2 separate regions of the Arachis hypogaea genome follow, and region 1 is linked to region 2. The links are chromatin contacts, called in public Hi-C maps. All regions are on one chromosome and are shown on one strand. Each heading gives the region's core, a stretch centred on a gene start, on an enhancer-like site or on the middle of the called end of the contact. The rest is flanking DNA. Distances are from core to core; before and after follow the strand shown. Region 1 holds the start of LOC112784353 (pentatricopeptide repeat-containing protein At1g71490). Region 2 holds the start of LOC112782712 (ABC transporter F family member 5).

The links. Hi-C and Micro-C count contacts between places; a contact is called where the count stands out from the background.
Region 1: a Hi-C map of leaf shows a contact between it and region 2, with 4 times the contacts expected there. The contact joins the promoter of LOC112784353 here to the promoter of LOC112782712 in region 2. A contact is called at or near these places in 3 of 8 Hi-C or Micro-C datasets (all in leaf).

Annotation. Positions count from the first base shown.
Region 1 is chr20:107,173,736-107,181,513 of arahy.Tifrunner.gnm2.J5K5, reverse strand. It overlaps LOC112784353 (pentatricopeptide repeat-containing protein At1g71490), which reads left to right and starts at 5,307. Exons shown (of 2, transcript XM_025827525.3): 1 at 5,307-5,692; 2 at 7,227-7,778. The coding sequence starts at 7,396. It also overlaps the pseudogene LOC112786107.
Region 2 is chr20:106,866,539-106,874,364 of arahy.Tifrunner.gnm2.J5K5, reverse strand. It overlaps LOC112782712 (ABC transporter F family member 5), which reads right to left and starts at 4,446. Exons shown (of 9, transcript XM_025825236.2): 1 at 2,469-4,446; 2 at 1,645-1,986; 3 at 1,316-1,456; 4 at 1,010-1,189; 5 at 763-918; 6 at 366-467; 7 at 148-276. The coding sequence starts at 3,386.

The DNA.
Region 1 (7,778 bases), core at 4,058-6,557, 310 kb before region 2:
GACCTTTAAGATTGGTGACCTAGCGTTGAGTTAGCGCCATAGTGTTAGAGAATTGTGTCTCACATCTTTTGAATATTTGTTAAGATTTGTGTTCTTACATATAGAATTTGGGCTTTCTTACTATTCTTTTGCTTTAAAATGGTTATGTGAGGCTTACTTAATAGTGTATCCTAGATTCATTGCTTGTTCCTTCTATCTTCCATCAAGAAAGAATGTGAGTTAAATAATTTATGAGGAATGCTAGGGGCCAACAATTTTTGTGATTTGTAGCCATCAAATAGCCATCAATGATAGTTTTAATGGTGTGAGATTGGTGTGAGATTTCATCCAATGACTCACTTTTTTTTGCTAGTTACATGTTGGCCAAAATTTAACAAAGTTGCTAGTTCCTAGACTTTTCCAATAATTCATTGCTTGTTCCTTCTATCTTTCATAAAAAAAAATGTGGTTAAATAATATTTTTTTCCTTCGTTACATCTATTCATTGTGATGCAAATAAATTATTAGTGGCTCTAAATTTGTACTTGTACTCCTGGAAAATGCTGAGAATGTTTTAAAGGAATAATCTATGATTTGTATTTCATGAGTGGTTGGAATTTAAAATATTTTGACGGTTAATCTTTAGTTTGCCATTAAAGCCTCCCTATTTTTAAGTATCTCCTATTATCAACATTGCAGTTTAGAGTGCTTTGATAAATTAATGTTTTGACTCTTATCAACTATGCTATGTTATATTAAAAATTACGCATCAAATTAACCACTTGTATAATATATATATATATATATTGAAATAAAAAATAAAAAATATTATGTATATAAAAAATTAAATATCAAATTAATCACCATATATTTGTATATAAAAATATATTTGATTTCACATATTTTTAATATATATGTTATATATATATATATATATATTTTAACATATATTCTATATAAATAACTAATTTAAATGCTGAATTTTACATATACCTAACATAATACATTGAAAATATGTGAAAAATAACGCATAATATTTTTATTATCCTATAGCAATTTGTTAAAAATGTATTTGTCTAATACATATATTAAAAATTCATGTTTGCTTCTATATAATAACATTTATAGAGTGAACTGTCTATCTGACTTTATTCTTTTTTATGAAGAGCAACGCGATCCTTGACAAAAAAAAAGTCACTTCGATCACTGTTCCTTATCTCTATAAGACCGTAAAGTATCTGACACGTTAAGCTAGTGAAGTTGACGTTAAGCGTCAATATCAATAGTTTAAAACGAACAGGGGTTGATTTGTCCTAAACCCAAATTAGTCAGGGGTATCCCATTCATTTAGGTGAAACGACATCATTTTACGTCAAATTTGTTAGGAACCTATTTGTCAAGAGCTTATTTGTCCTAAAAATTAAAAAAAAAAGCAATATTTTTTAAATTAATTTTTTATTGTTGTAATATTTATTATATTAATATTTTTTTCAATATTTTTTTATTTATGGTATAATAAATATAAACTAATTAATAATACTTGATATATTATTACAGATATTAAATAAATGAAAAATAATTGGGAGAATTAAATAGTAAACCTAATTATCCTCCTAATTTTATAAAATTGACTCTTGTCAAATTTTTTTATATCTCATGAATAAGTATTTTTCTCTCTTAATTATCAATTTTTTATTCCTATTTCTACTCATTTATTTGGTTTTATATCCTTTTTTATTTTTTCAAATTCTCTCTATATTTTTCTAAACTTACAAATATGAAATAATGACTTATTATCTTTTAAGTCGAAAAAATTAAAATTTATTTATGTGCTATAATCAACCTCCTAAATCAACCACAAAAATCATTTGACAGATAATTTATCGAGGTTATTAAAACATTAAAATGAAAACAAAAATTTTTATTTTTACGTAGTTTTGTTTCAAAGTTAATTGGTGCACTACACTTGTGGTTTTACTTTTTGTTATTCAATTTTCGTTGATTTGGTTTTTTTGGTTAAATATAAGAGATGATCACTTTATATTATATATAATATGCAACTCTTAAAGTTCATCATAAGTGATCATTTTTAAATTATTATGACATTCTTAAATTTAATGTACAAAAAATTTTAATTAATTTACATATATTATTATTATTATTATTATTATTATTATTATTATTATTATTATTATAATATATTAAATAATGTATTTATTAATTTTTACTTTATTGTTTAAATTATTTAGATTATAAAATGAATAATACATCACAAGATTATTATTATTAATTTATTAATTATATTTCAATTTTTACTTATATACTTAAAAATTTATTGAAAATTATTTATTTAGTTTTATAATAAATGATATTTTTAAATTTAAATTATTTATTCATTAGTTCATACGTATTACACCATATATTTAAGAATTTGTTAAAAAAATATCAATATAATAAAAATTAAATTTAAAAATATATTATTTCAAAAATTTTTAGAATAAATATATGTCAGACTAATTTGACGTTAAAACGACGTCAATTTATCCAAATAAATAAAATAAATACACTCATGAGTCCTGGCCCATTTAAATTTTGGAACAAATTGGTCCAGTCTTCTTTTAACTATCTACGTAAGCACTTAACGTGCATCTCACTAACCTACCAGATCAAAAACTTTTTGTTAGTGTTTGACAACAAAACTCAGGGCTTGTTTGAATAGGTTCATAAGTGACTTTTTTTAACTTTTTAACTTATGAAAAGGTCTAGTATTAATGTTTGATATAATTTTCAAAACAAAATTACAACTTTTCAAAAAGCTATTTTGATGCTTAAGGAGAAGTTAAAAAAAATGACTTCTCTCATAATAAAAAGTTTTTTTATCACTTTTCTCTTAAAATAAGTACTTTTAGAACTAAAAAACTAAACACAAAATAACTTATTTATAAGCTACTTTTAATATAAGCATTTATTGTTTAAACTATTTTTTTAAAGAGTAACTTAATTAAGTTGTTTACCTAAATTGGACCTTAAAGAAGGGCGCATTGTTTCACCGCAGAAATAAGAAACAAGGGCCAATGATTTATGAAAAGAATAAAGAACGAATTGATAGTTCACTTTAAATTCATAAGTATTGATATAATAAAGTATGAACAAATAAAAATACGACATGTAAATTATATTATTCATATCAATATTTATTTATTTTTTTTAAATATATATCATTTCATTATTTTTACTAAAACATACATCCTTATAATTTAATAAAAATGAAAAATATTTTTTATGTTAAACAAAAATTACTTCTTTAAATTAATTAAATTTTAAAATTACTAACTTTAATTTTATATATTTAAATTTCAAATAATCTAAAAAACACAAAACAAAAATACATAAAAAAAATTTGAGTAAAGGACAAATCCGTCCCTAACTTTTTTTTTGCGGATATTTTCGTCCCCGAGAATTGAAAAATACTTTAATGTCCCTGACCCCTCGAAAAAGTGGACATATTTATCCCTCTGTTAGAGTCGTTCCGTTTGCCCTGACGGAAAACGGTGACGTGGCTCCCGTGGCGCTGACCTAGCCGTTACGGACTGCCACGTTGGATGGGCTTTTGAAAAGAGGACATATTAGTCCTCAGGGACCAAAACGTCGCCGTTTCTCCCCCACCCCAAATCTATAAAATCCTGTAACCTCAGAAAACACTTGTCTTTCACCCACACTATAGTGACCTCAGAAAACAACATCATGATGAACAAGAACATATCATTAACAAGAACAACACATGTGAAAGTGAAAGAAATATAGAGATTGAAAGAGAGGATAACATTGACTACTCACCACACCACTCACCATCCATCAAGCTGTGCCAAAACCCATATGATTAACAAGAACAACACATGAATTCTTTCATAGGAATTGGAATGTAGTGTGTTGTGTTGTGTTGAGTTGTGTACTTCAACAAATTGGGAGCAAAGTTGAGTTGAGTTTGACCACTATTAACACTAAATCTACTAGTAATTGCACTTGAGCTCGCTGCAACAACAACCAAACTTGTACACTCCATTAGGATTTAGGACATGATGGACGAGAGTAAGTGAAAAACTCAAAAACCAAGCAACCAATAATGCAATCCCATTATCATTACAAAGCTTATTAGTCTCTCCAACTTGGAGAATTTTGCTTTCTTTTAATCACAACCAACATTATGAATTTCCAAGCTGCATTTGCACTTGTACACAGCAAACACTGATGATCAAGGTCCTCAAAACCGCTTCCAGCCTCAATCTGCAGCAATTCATCATCATCATAATAAATAACTTAAAACAAATCCTAATTGAATTCATGGACTTCTCCACTCAAAAAACTAAAAACAAAAGAGCCCTAAACCTAAAATTTTCCGGGCCCTCCCAACTTAGAAGCCAGCAAATTCAGATGTCCAGGAAGGTAATTTCCCAACCTCGCCGCCGAAGCTTCTCCTACGGCTTGTTGCTGCTGCTGATGCCGATGGTGAACGAACAAAGAAGCTTGTTGCTGTTGAGACACCGACACCGTCGCCAACTGCACAACCATCTCCAGCAGAGGAGCAGCCGCTGCAAAACTTCAAATTTGACCAAAATCGGGCCTGGCCAGGAGGACCCAGAGCCCCGCGGGAGCTCCAGGGCCCACTTAGGACCCACGGCGGGCCCCACGGAGACGCTGTCATCCTTGGCGGAAGCGTCGTCGTCGGTACGTATGCGCTTGCCGAATATGAAGGGAGTGAGACCCAGCAAGGACTTGTGGTCGAGCGAAGACGCTGCGGAGGTTGAGGAAGGAGAAGAGAGAGAGCCAGCACCGCCGCGTACGGAGACGGAAACGGAGGAGAAGCTGGTGGGAGTGGTTCTAGTTCTGGTAGCGGCGATGATTGAGGGCTCGGCCTGGCGGAGGAGCCACTCGATGGTCTGGCCGTCAGACTTGGGGCCGACCTCCGTCGAATGCCATGAGTCGGAATACTCTTTTTCTTCCTTCATCCGCTTCACCTTCACACTGTATTTGAAGGATTAGAGCTCACAGGACTTCATAGATTGGGGGTGGGGGAGCAACGGCGACGTTTTGGTCCCTAGGGACTAATATGTCCTCTTTTCAAAAGCCCATCCAACGTGGCAGTCCGTAACGGTTAGGTCAGCGCTACGGGAGCCACGTCACCGTTTTCCGTCAGGGCAAACAGAGCGACTCTAACGGAGGGATAAATATATCCACTTTTTTGGGGGTTAGGGACATATTAAAGTATTTTCCAATACTCGAAAACGAAAATGTCCATAAAAGAAAGGTCAAGGACGAATTTGTCCTTTACTCAAAAAATTTAGGTCCCATAATATCATCTCAGTAGTCTTGATGCTCTCAACCCTAATCTCCATTCATATCCAAAAAGAAGAAATACATCTGAGAATTTGTTCGTCATCTTCTCTAGGTTTTCCCTCCCTCTAAACTCTGAACTCCGACTGAAATCACCAAATCGGAGTGTTGGTTGCGTTACCGTGAACCTTGAGGCCTGCTGCGGTGCCGCCTGTGGGTGTTGCGTGATTGCGACTGCGCTACCGTAAGTGCATCTCTGTATCTCTCGACTGCGACTGCGACTGCATTGGAAGGTTGCTGACTTACTGTCGCTGCTGCTTTGTGTCGTTCCTGGTTGCTGCTGCCTGCTGCCCTCTTCTCCTCCCCTGTTGTGTCATTTTAGGTAAGCCATAAATCTCTTTTTCTCCCTCTGTTATTTGATTTCACTCCATCATCTCTCTGTTCAATATCTCAATTCTCAAGGCTCAAGTATTCAATGTTGAGAAACCAAATACCTCTGCTACAAAGTGAACGATATGCTCTGTGAATGATGATTTTAAATTTTAAATTTTAAATTATGGTGGTGCTTAGGATTCTAATTCATGTGTGGTTTGTTACTTGTCATTTTGGATTTTGGAAGTTGTTGTACTTGTTAATTATTTGATTGTATCGCTTGTTGATTTGCTTTCCTTGTTAGTAGTTTAGTTATTTTATATGCTGAATTTATTTTAATGTCATATAAACATGTGAGTTGTGAATTTATTTTTCTTTTAAAATATTTGTATTCTTTATTGTGCTTTTGAATGCTAAACTGTTCTAAGGTTCAATTTGCTCTTGAATCAACCTGTTTTGTGTTTGCTTCACTCTGATATAGGAAGAAAACTGTGCTGTGTTCTTGATCGGTGAAGAGCACTGTGCTGTGTTCTTGCATAATTATAGAAAGTGTACTCTTCAAGCCCTTGGATTATTTTCACTGCTGATCAGGTACCTTTTATGTATATTTTTGTACATTTTGGTAACTGAATTTGCAAATTGCCACACCTCAGTCAAGTTCTAGTGACCATCTTAAACTTTAATTTTTCAACCGGTTCGTTCATTAATCATCCCAACCATTCATTTACTATAGCATCAATTGATCAAAGATATGGATTATTGAGATTATAATAAAGTAGTAACTAGGCAACACTATGTTATGCACTTTGCATATTGACATCTTCTGTCAGAATTTTCAGAGTAGGGTCCAGTTGGTTATGGTTTGCTTTCATGGCTTAAATTTGTATAGCAATCCAAATCAATAGTGACCTCAATTTTGAGGGACCTCAATGTAAACTTGCATGATTGATACTAGTTACAGTCACTCTCACTCTCACCACAGGGCATGTTTGGGTTTAGGATCTTAAATATGTGTCTTGGATGATGTGAGCATTTAATTTCCTTGGTCATGCTGGGGTTCAAACAAGCATTAGTAAGATAATGGGTTATGGTTTATGAAGTATTATCCTACAACTTAAGATCTCGGTATTTTATCCAGGTGAAGCTTTATATTCATTTTGAGTTGAATGAAGTCTCAAATATAACATATATCAGAAAGGTATGTTGAACTTCGTTTACATATACAGGTAATGGAATATGTGACTGGGGCAGGAGCAGCAGCATTGCTGCAATCAGCAGTGTTTGCAAAGGCAGGGCAACCTGAAGTTCAATGGATAAAGGTTTGCAACATGTATGGGAAATTCTGCAACCAAGTGGGAGAAGGGGTAGCTTCTGTTGTGGGAAATTCTACGAAAATATGTTAAATATGCTAAGAGATATAATCCAACTTTGGTTGTATTTTAGTTTTGAATTATGAAAGCTTACTATTTACTATTTAGGAGTCACTATTTACTATCCCTTTACGATTCTATGACTTGCAATTTTCCGTTTGTCTTCCATTTCAGGTAAAATATACGACATCTCACTTCTCCATCGGCACTGCATCTTCCACACTTGGGTACTCCCTCCATATTCACAACTTAAAATTATTGAGCTCGACAACCCTGTTACAGAACCAAATCCATCAAATGTTGTTCAAGACATGTGCTTGCTCCTTATTGGCCATGACAGTTTATGCCATCTTCTACAACTATACCCACAAAACTCTTACTCTCACGAGTTCAGAGGTTCCTACCTAAACCATGGAAACAACCTACCAAACAGTTTGACAAACACTTTGCCTTCACTGATGCATCTATGGTTGGTGTTCTTGTTGCAGCTCTCAAGGACTTTGTTAACCAAGCCAACTTGTCTAACGCATTCAAAACCTTCTTTCAAATACAGCAACATGCAGCACCATCACTTTCTACTGCTTCTTCTTCCTATATCTTGTTACACCCCATTAGTTCTCTTCTCTTGGGTTGCACTAACCTTAAATCATTGCCACAGGGTAAGCAGCTTCATGCCCAAGTCATTTCATTGGGTCTTGATCAACACCCTATTTTGGTTTCAAGGCT
Region 2 (7,826 bases), core at 3,197-5,696:
TTGAGGACTTAAATCATATATGAGAATTGAGGATCAAGTGCAATCAAGCATGGCTTCCTAGGGCCAACTACATGTATAGAATTTGACCCATTTCAACTAGCTATAACTCTTATATAGAGATCACAGAAAAGGAACAAATTAACTTACATTGTAATCGCCTGCATAATCCTGTAAGGTGCCATCTTTAACTTCTATAACTCTATTAACTATTTGTTTTATAAAGTATCGATCATGAGACACAGTGATAACAGTGCCCTCGTACTCATTTATTGCTTCCTGGTAGAAGAATTAGAAATAAATCAGTAGTGTGATTGGTGATTTGAGCTTCCAATGAGGAGAAATATAGAGAGTAAATTGAGACAAACCTCGAGCATTTCTTTAGAAGGTATATCCAAGTGATTGGTTGGTTCATCCAACACAAGTAGAGTTGATGGCTTTACCATGAATTTGCAAAAAGCCAACCGTGCCTAGCAAACCAAGGAAGAGACGAGATAAATTCCAAATATTTATATTTGTGCGTTATCATATTTTGGAGAGTGAGAAATGGAAGAGCATCAATAGAACTAGTAAAGCTATTACATCAGAACAATAAGATGAAGCTAGAAAGAATATCTTAATTAAAAAAATAAACAAAGACATATCTTGGGAAAATCAACGAGAATCAGCCATGCAAACACTATTCTTGATGGTGCAAATGCATGGGGGGGAAAAAGGTAAATAATATATCCCAAAATTATCCATTTTTGGGTTGGATCAATTTACCTTCTCACCACCACTCAATAGGGAAACTTTTCGGTCAAGCATATCAGCTTTAAAATTACATCGGCCAAGAAGTCCTTTGATATCATCAATCTTCCAGTCCTCTGCAGCTTCTTCTACCGTCTGAAGCACTGTCTTGTCCAGATCCAGTGCCTCAGCCTGCACACGATTCGATTAACTCAAAAATCAGAACTAGGAGCAGCATCACAATTTAATTACAAACAATATATTCTTCGTTGCAGTGGCAAACCTGATTTTGCTCAAAATAGTTAGGTAATACATTATGCTCCCCAAGCACAACCTCACCCCCCATCGGCTTCTCTATACCCATTATCAATTTCAATAAAGTACTCTTGCCACATCCATTTGGACCAATAATTGCAATCTTTTCTCCCCTTTCAATTGTAAGATTTGCCTTCTTGAAAAGTGTCTGGCACCAAAATATGAAAAACAAAATTTGATCAATTGATGATTCCATTGAACGATGACATACTTACAGACACAAACTCACTCGTTGTAATGTCCACTTGTAAACAAGAAAAGCAAGGCAACTCACCTTATCCTCAAAGGCAAACTCCAAGTTCTTAATTGTTACAACAGATCTTCCACTCCTTCCGCGCTCAGGGAACCTGATTTTCATTTGTTTCCGTTCAAATGGCTTCTCTACTAGTTCCTCATCCTGAAGTCTCTCCAGCTTCTGTTGTCATACATAACGAAGGAGGAATTCTTTCTAAGCAAATAATATAAGGACTAAGGAGCAAGAAAACAATTGAAGCCACACTGTGGAAGCAATGCACCTAATCTCAATAATTTAACACAAGCAGGTACAAGAACTGGTATATTTGAACCTTCAACTTTGTACAAAGTTCACATCATCACATATACCTTCTCGGCAGATGAAGCACGGCCGGAATTTGCTCCAGCACCTAACCTACTAATTAAATCTTTGGTCAGCTCAATTTCTTTCTTCTGCTTTTCCCATGCGGCGTACTGTGCCTCAATCCATGCTGCCTTTGAAAGTATAAACTGAGAATAATTCCCCTCAAATGTCCTGGATACACCCATGTCAGTTTCCACAATTTTTGTGCACAGCTGATCAAGAAATGCTCTGTCATGGGAAATGATAACCATGGGGACATCCTGCTTGTTAAGATACTCTTCGAGCCACTCAATGGTATCAAGGTCAAGGTGATTCGTCGGCTCATCCAACAACAACAAATCTGGCTCCTGCAAACAGACAATTTAAATCTTATCAGCATAAAACATCAATTATTCCAAATGCTTACTAATACGAACGCAAGCATTATGCATTGAAGAGTGACGACAGAAAACAACCAAAACAATGAAGCAACCGATATCAAGTTTTCAGTTACCAAGCCACAGTGTGCTAAATGTTTCAATAAATTTACGCAAAGACGCTGAAAAAATTCTATGTATCTGAACACAATTAACAATTATTTAAGATCAAATGGAGTAATTGCCACAAAGTAGTGCATGCAGTGTAGCCAATGCATGAGAAAGGTTTCACAAAAGAAGCAACCCTTCACAACACAACTGTAGCATCCCTTATACTCAATTCCAACTAGATTATCCCACTCAACAAACAATGTCTCAATTCTCGGGAAAAAAAAAAAAGAAAATACATATAATCTGGTATGTGTGTACCCCATAGAATAGCAGCATGTTTGTGATATGTAATTCATAGATACCTGAAGTAAAATTTTCCCAAGAGACATTCTCATCTGCCACCCACTGCTAAAAGAAGCAACCAACCTATCAGAATCTTCAGCTGCAAACCCAAGCTCAGGCATCAACTTACTTATCTTGGCATCAACCTCATCCAAATCCAAAGCCTGTGCCTTTCTCTGAAGCAAATCAAACTCATCAAGAAGCCTCCCCATCAAATCCATGTCATTCACGGCACCTTCTAGAGCCTTCTGAACCTTGTCAAGCTTCACCGCTATCTCCATCTCCTCCTTGAACGCGCTCGTGAACTCTTCCCTCACCGTCTTACTGGGCGAAACCTCGAATTCCTGGCTCAAAAATGCGATTTTCATGTTCGGTTTGGCTTTAATGACGTTACCTGAATCGGGTTCTTCTTGACCCGCAATAATCCTCATCTGCGTGGTTTTACCGGCACCGTTAACGCCAACGAGGCCCACTTTCTCTCCCTTCTTCACTTCCCAGCTCACGTCTTTCAAAACCGTTACACCCTTGTAGCTCTTGGTAACGTTTTCCAATTTTACCCCCGAAGAAACGCTGGAAGCTCCCGTAGTGGATTGCTTGTTGGCGCGCCGTTTATCGAAGTCATAGTCGTTGGAAGAAGGTTCGGAGAGGAGGGACTCGATGTCGTCTTGTTGTTCGATCGTCGTTTCGGCGAGGGAGGTGTCGTCGGTGGCCACGGCGGAGAAACGGAGAGTGGTAGTGGAATTGGTAGGTCTTATGGCGTCGAAGAATCTTCTTCTTCTTGTTGTTGTTGGGTTAGTGAAGTGAGCGTTGTTGATGCGAACTGGGCGAAGATGAAGGGGTGGGCGGGAGAGAGGTTTAGGAGGTTCGAAGATAACGGAGCCACCGCTGAGAAAGGCAGAAGTGAGATCGAGGTGGTGGAGCTTGGCGGCCAACTCCATTATGAAATGAAAGGCGGTTAGTGGATACAGAGACAGTTACGGACTTCAACTTTGCAATGGAATTGGGAGTGTGAAAGTGAGAACGCAGAATGAGTTCTCTCTCCCACACAGAAAAGATAAATTACACAATATTTCAGCCCATCAAAGAGATTTCCACTGGCACACACTGTTGGGATTTTCCCATCCACTTATATGTTATATCTATGCTTTTCTTTAATTTCTCTTTCCAAAGTTAGACGTTTTTATTATTGAGTTTAATTACGAGTTAATTTTTTCATGTTAATATGAACTAATTTTTTAAAAATTAATTTTTATTTCTTTGGTGTCTTAAAAACTGATTTGCATACTTATTTTTACCATAATTTTTGGGAGCCAACTTAATGAAATAAGTGATAGATTAAGGAAAACATATATATAAAAGAGGAGTGTTAGAAAATAAACAGATTTTATAATTTGTAATTATTAATTAATTATTATTAATATTTTTAATAATATAATTAATAATGTAAAATTATTATTTTTTTATTAATTAATTACTAACTAAATTTAAATAAAAATATTGGTCATACATTTTTTTTTATATAAAAACTTTACGAGCCGATGTTATCTTATCTTACTCATTGATATTTGTAATATATGAAATGCTCTTTTTTTCAAACTTTGGTAAGCATTAAATTGTTTTTATTTATCAGTAAAGTGATATAGATATATATGTAAATTATAGCAAATAAATGAAACGATTAATTTTCGTTAATTATTGACTAATTAAAATAAAAGAGACCATGTGAAACTATTGTTAATTTGAGATGGAAAATAATTTTAAATTTTATTATATAATATTTTTTATTTTATTTAACAATTATATAATAAACATTATATTTAACAATATCATTAGAGAAAAAGAATCGAGAGAATCTATTCTATTTCAAGAGTATTCTTTTAGCTTAAGCATGGAAATGACTACTGCAACTTGAATTTCTCGTGGCCACAAAAATAGAGAGAGAGAGAGAAAAGAAAAACCAAACATATCTCGTAGGGGGATTTTGTGTGGAGTGTGGTGGTGCTAAGCGCGATAAGGTCCTATCATTGAATAACACGCGTGAGTTTATGAACTCTTTCGTTCCATGTTATAGCGTTTACCAGTTTACTTAAGGCTGAGCACAATTCGATTTTGTTTGGATTTATGATAAAATTAGAATCAAATTGATCAAAATATAATTAGTTCAGTTTGATTTTGATTTGTATTTTTTTGTATATATATTCGAACTAAACCAAATTGATTAAAAATAAATTAGTTCGGTTTGGGTAATTAGGTATCCGATGATTTTAAAATTCATAAAAAAAATCAAATTTTTATCTTAAAAATTCAATAAGTACAATAAACATGTAACATTAATAGAAATAATCCAAACAGTAAATACATTAAAAACTAAACTTATTAAAATCCAAACATATTAATAGTGAATAATCTTTGTCTAATAAAAAATTATATATATATATATATATATATTATTTAATTAATATATGATCAGGTTCACGGGTTGTTCGGGTTCTGCACTCCTAGAATCGATACCCGAATCAATTACTAACAAAGATCATCGGTTTGGTTCGAGTTGAACCCAATTATCCGTTAGTTCCAAAACTAATTTAATTTATTCGATTCGAGTTTGAATGGGTAAACGGATATCCGCTACCCGTGCTCATCCTAAGTTCACCTATTCACTCCACGTCTCATCACTACAAGCAACCGAAAATTCTTTTTTTTTTTTGGTCACACCAAAAATTCTTAGAAAACTTTTTATGAGAAACAATGTGGTGGGATGTTCTCTGGATCAATCAAATAATAATAGCTCTATTCATCAGACCAAAAACAAGCCTATCCATAAAAATGAAAGTCAAAAAGCCCATAAGGGATTACTAATAAGCCCATTTTAAACATTTCAAATTTTTCATATGAGGCTTTAATTTAGTGATCCATCATCATGTCTCAAATGTGCTGCATTGGGTTCAAGTCTCACTAAAGACATAGTAGATTATCGTCCGCTCTAATTATTGGTTTATTGGTCTAATCAATTCAATCGTAGTTTAATTAAAAAATTATTTTAAATTAAAATAATAAATAAACATCTTAAAATATAATTATAATCTAATATAAATCTTAAAATATTTTTTAAATTTAAAACATTACATGAAATATCATCAATCAAATCCATATGATCTTATCAAAATACAAACTCAAAAGTTAAATAGTAAAAAGAAATATCTAAATATTAAATGCCAACATAAAGATTTATCATTTATCAATCATCAAAATCCGCAAAAAATTTGTTGCAGATTTTTTTTGGTGGAATCATCTTTACCTTCATTTCCACCATCTTGAGCAGAAGAATCAAGAGATGCAGCATAAAGACCACTACTACCACCACTATTTTGATATAAATCAGCATCAATATCACCTAATAAAATACGTATTTATCATAATATTAAAAACTAACAACATTCTAATAAATCATTAGAAAATAAACTATAATACTCACGCAATAAGTCATCCACATTACTAGAAAGATCAGGTTCTTTCTCTACAATCTCTTCCGTTACCCAAAAATCAACTAAATTGATGCTTTCATAATCAATTGAATCGTATTGTATCTTTTGCTTTCTTTTTCTTTTTCTTTTTCCTTCCTAAAAAATTAAATACAACATATGAAAAAGTAAACAAATTTGTTATCATAGAGATTATATATGAAATAATATGATATTGCATGAAACATATATTACCTGGATTTAAGACGCAAATTATAAGTAACATAAACAATATCATTCAGTCTATTATACTCCAATCTTTTTTTTTTTGTATGAATCTGGTCAAAAAGACTCCAATTCCTCTCACACCTAGAGGAAGCAGATGCATGGTTAAGAATGTGAACATCTATCCTTTGTAAACATGGAACAGAACTACCGAACAACCTCCACCATTCATCTACTAATTATAAAACCATAACATATTAGAAGTTATCAGTTAAGAAAATGAAAGCATAAAACAAGTTACTATTAAACAAATATTCTTACCAGGCTTAAGTTTTTTTGTAGCTTGAATAGATTCTTGGCCTATCAAAACTTTTTTTCCGATCTCTATATAAATGTATTTCTTTTACTGCCTCAACTAAATCCAAATTGTTACACTTGCAATACAAGGTAACAAGATCAAGTAAACCTCACATAACATTAGGTGCTTCATTATAATTTTCATCTAAAAAGAAAGCAGGATTCAGGAAGTAAGCTGTAGCATGAAGATCTTTTTTCAAAGCACAAACCTTTAGAATAATACACCAAGAAATTAATTAATGTTCTTTGTTTTTTATCTGTCCAACCATCAACCATGAGGGTACATCCAATTTCTCTCCATGCACTTCTATAACTATCAACTAGCATTTAACATTCTCTTTTAGATTAGCCAACAAGTGAACCCTTAATTTATCATAAGAAGGACCCTTATAACCAGGTCCAATACCAGCAACACTATCCAACATATCTTGAAAAACTGGCAACATCACTGCATTAAATGGAATTCTACAATCCAAAAGCCACCGAGCAAACTGTTTATCAATCTCGTGTATCGCCTCTTTGTTTTGCAAGACACTTTTAAGACTTGGTTGAGCTTCTAGAGTTGTTCTTGGTGCAAACATAGGAGGAATGACTTTGGCTTTTTTTTGGGGATCGCCTCCAACCATTTGCTTACTCGAAGTACGTTGTTGTTCTTCTTGAGCTATTGCTTCATCAATTGCATCCTCTACCTCATCACCACCCTCTTCACGAAAGCTTACTTTTCTTTTGTTTTTGTTGCTCTCAATTTCTTACAATATGCTTTCCATATGTTCAACAATTATTTCTTGATTAATACTATCAACCATAACTAAAATCAATAAATCATTCACAAAGTTAAAAACAACAGAAACATAGTCAGAAGTCAAATAATCATCCATAAGACCATAACTAAATCAATAAGGCAACATCAAACCACGCTAACATCAGCTCTCAAAGGATAAATCCAATAAAAAATACCATTACCAACAGCACAATAGACTGAGCAGAGCCTGGAATTAAGAACAACCAGCAATAAAAATTATTAAATAGCAACATATAATCACCCTAATCTAGAAATCAATAAACCTATCAAAAAAATTTATAACTAGCATACTCAGAAATTAAAAAGCAGCAGCAGAGTAACAAATCCATAACTAACAATAATTTCAACAACACAAAATAACTGATTTGATTTTTATTCACAATTTCACATTCAAAAATTAGTCAAATCACTAAACAAAGCATAAAAGGAATAACCGAAGAAGTGAAAGCAGTGCCACTAACTTTTGATGGAGAACAGGACAACGAGCGGTGAGACGACGGCGAGTTGCTCCAAACCTCGAACAGAGAAGCCAG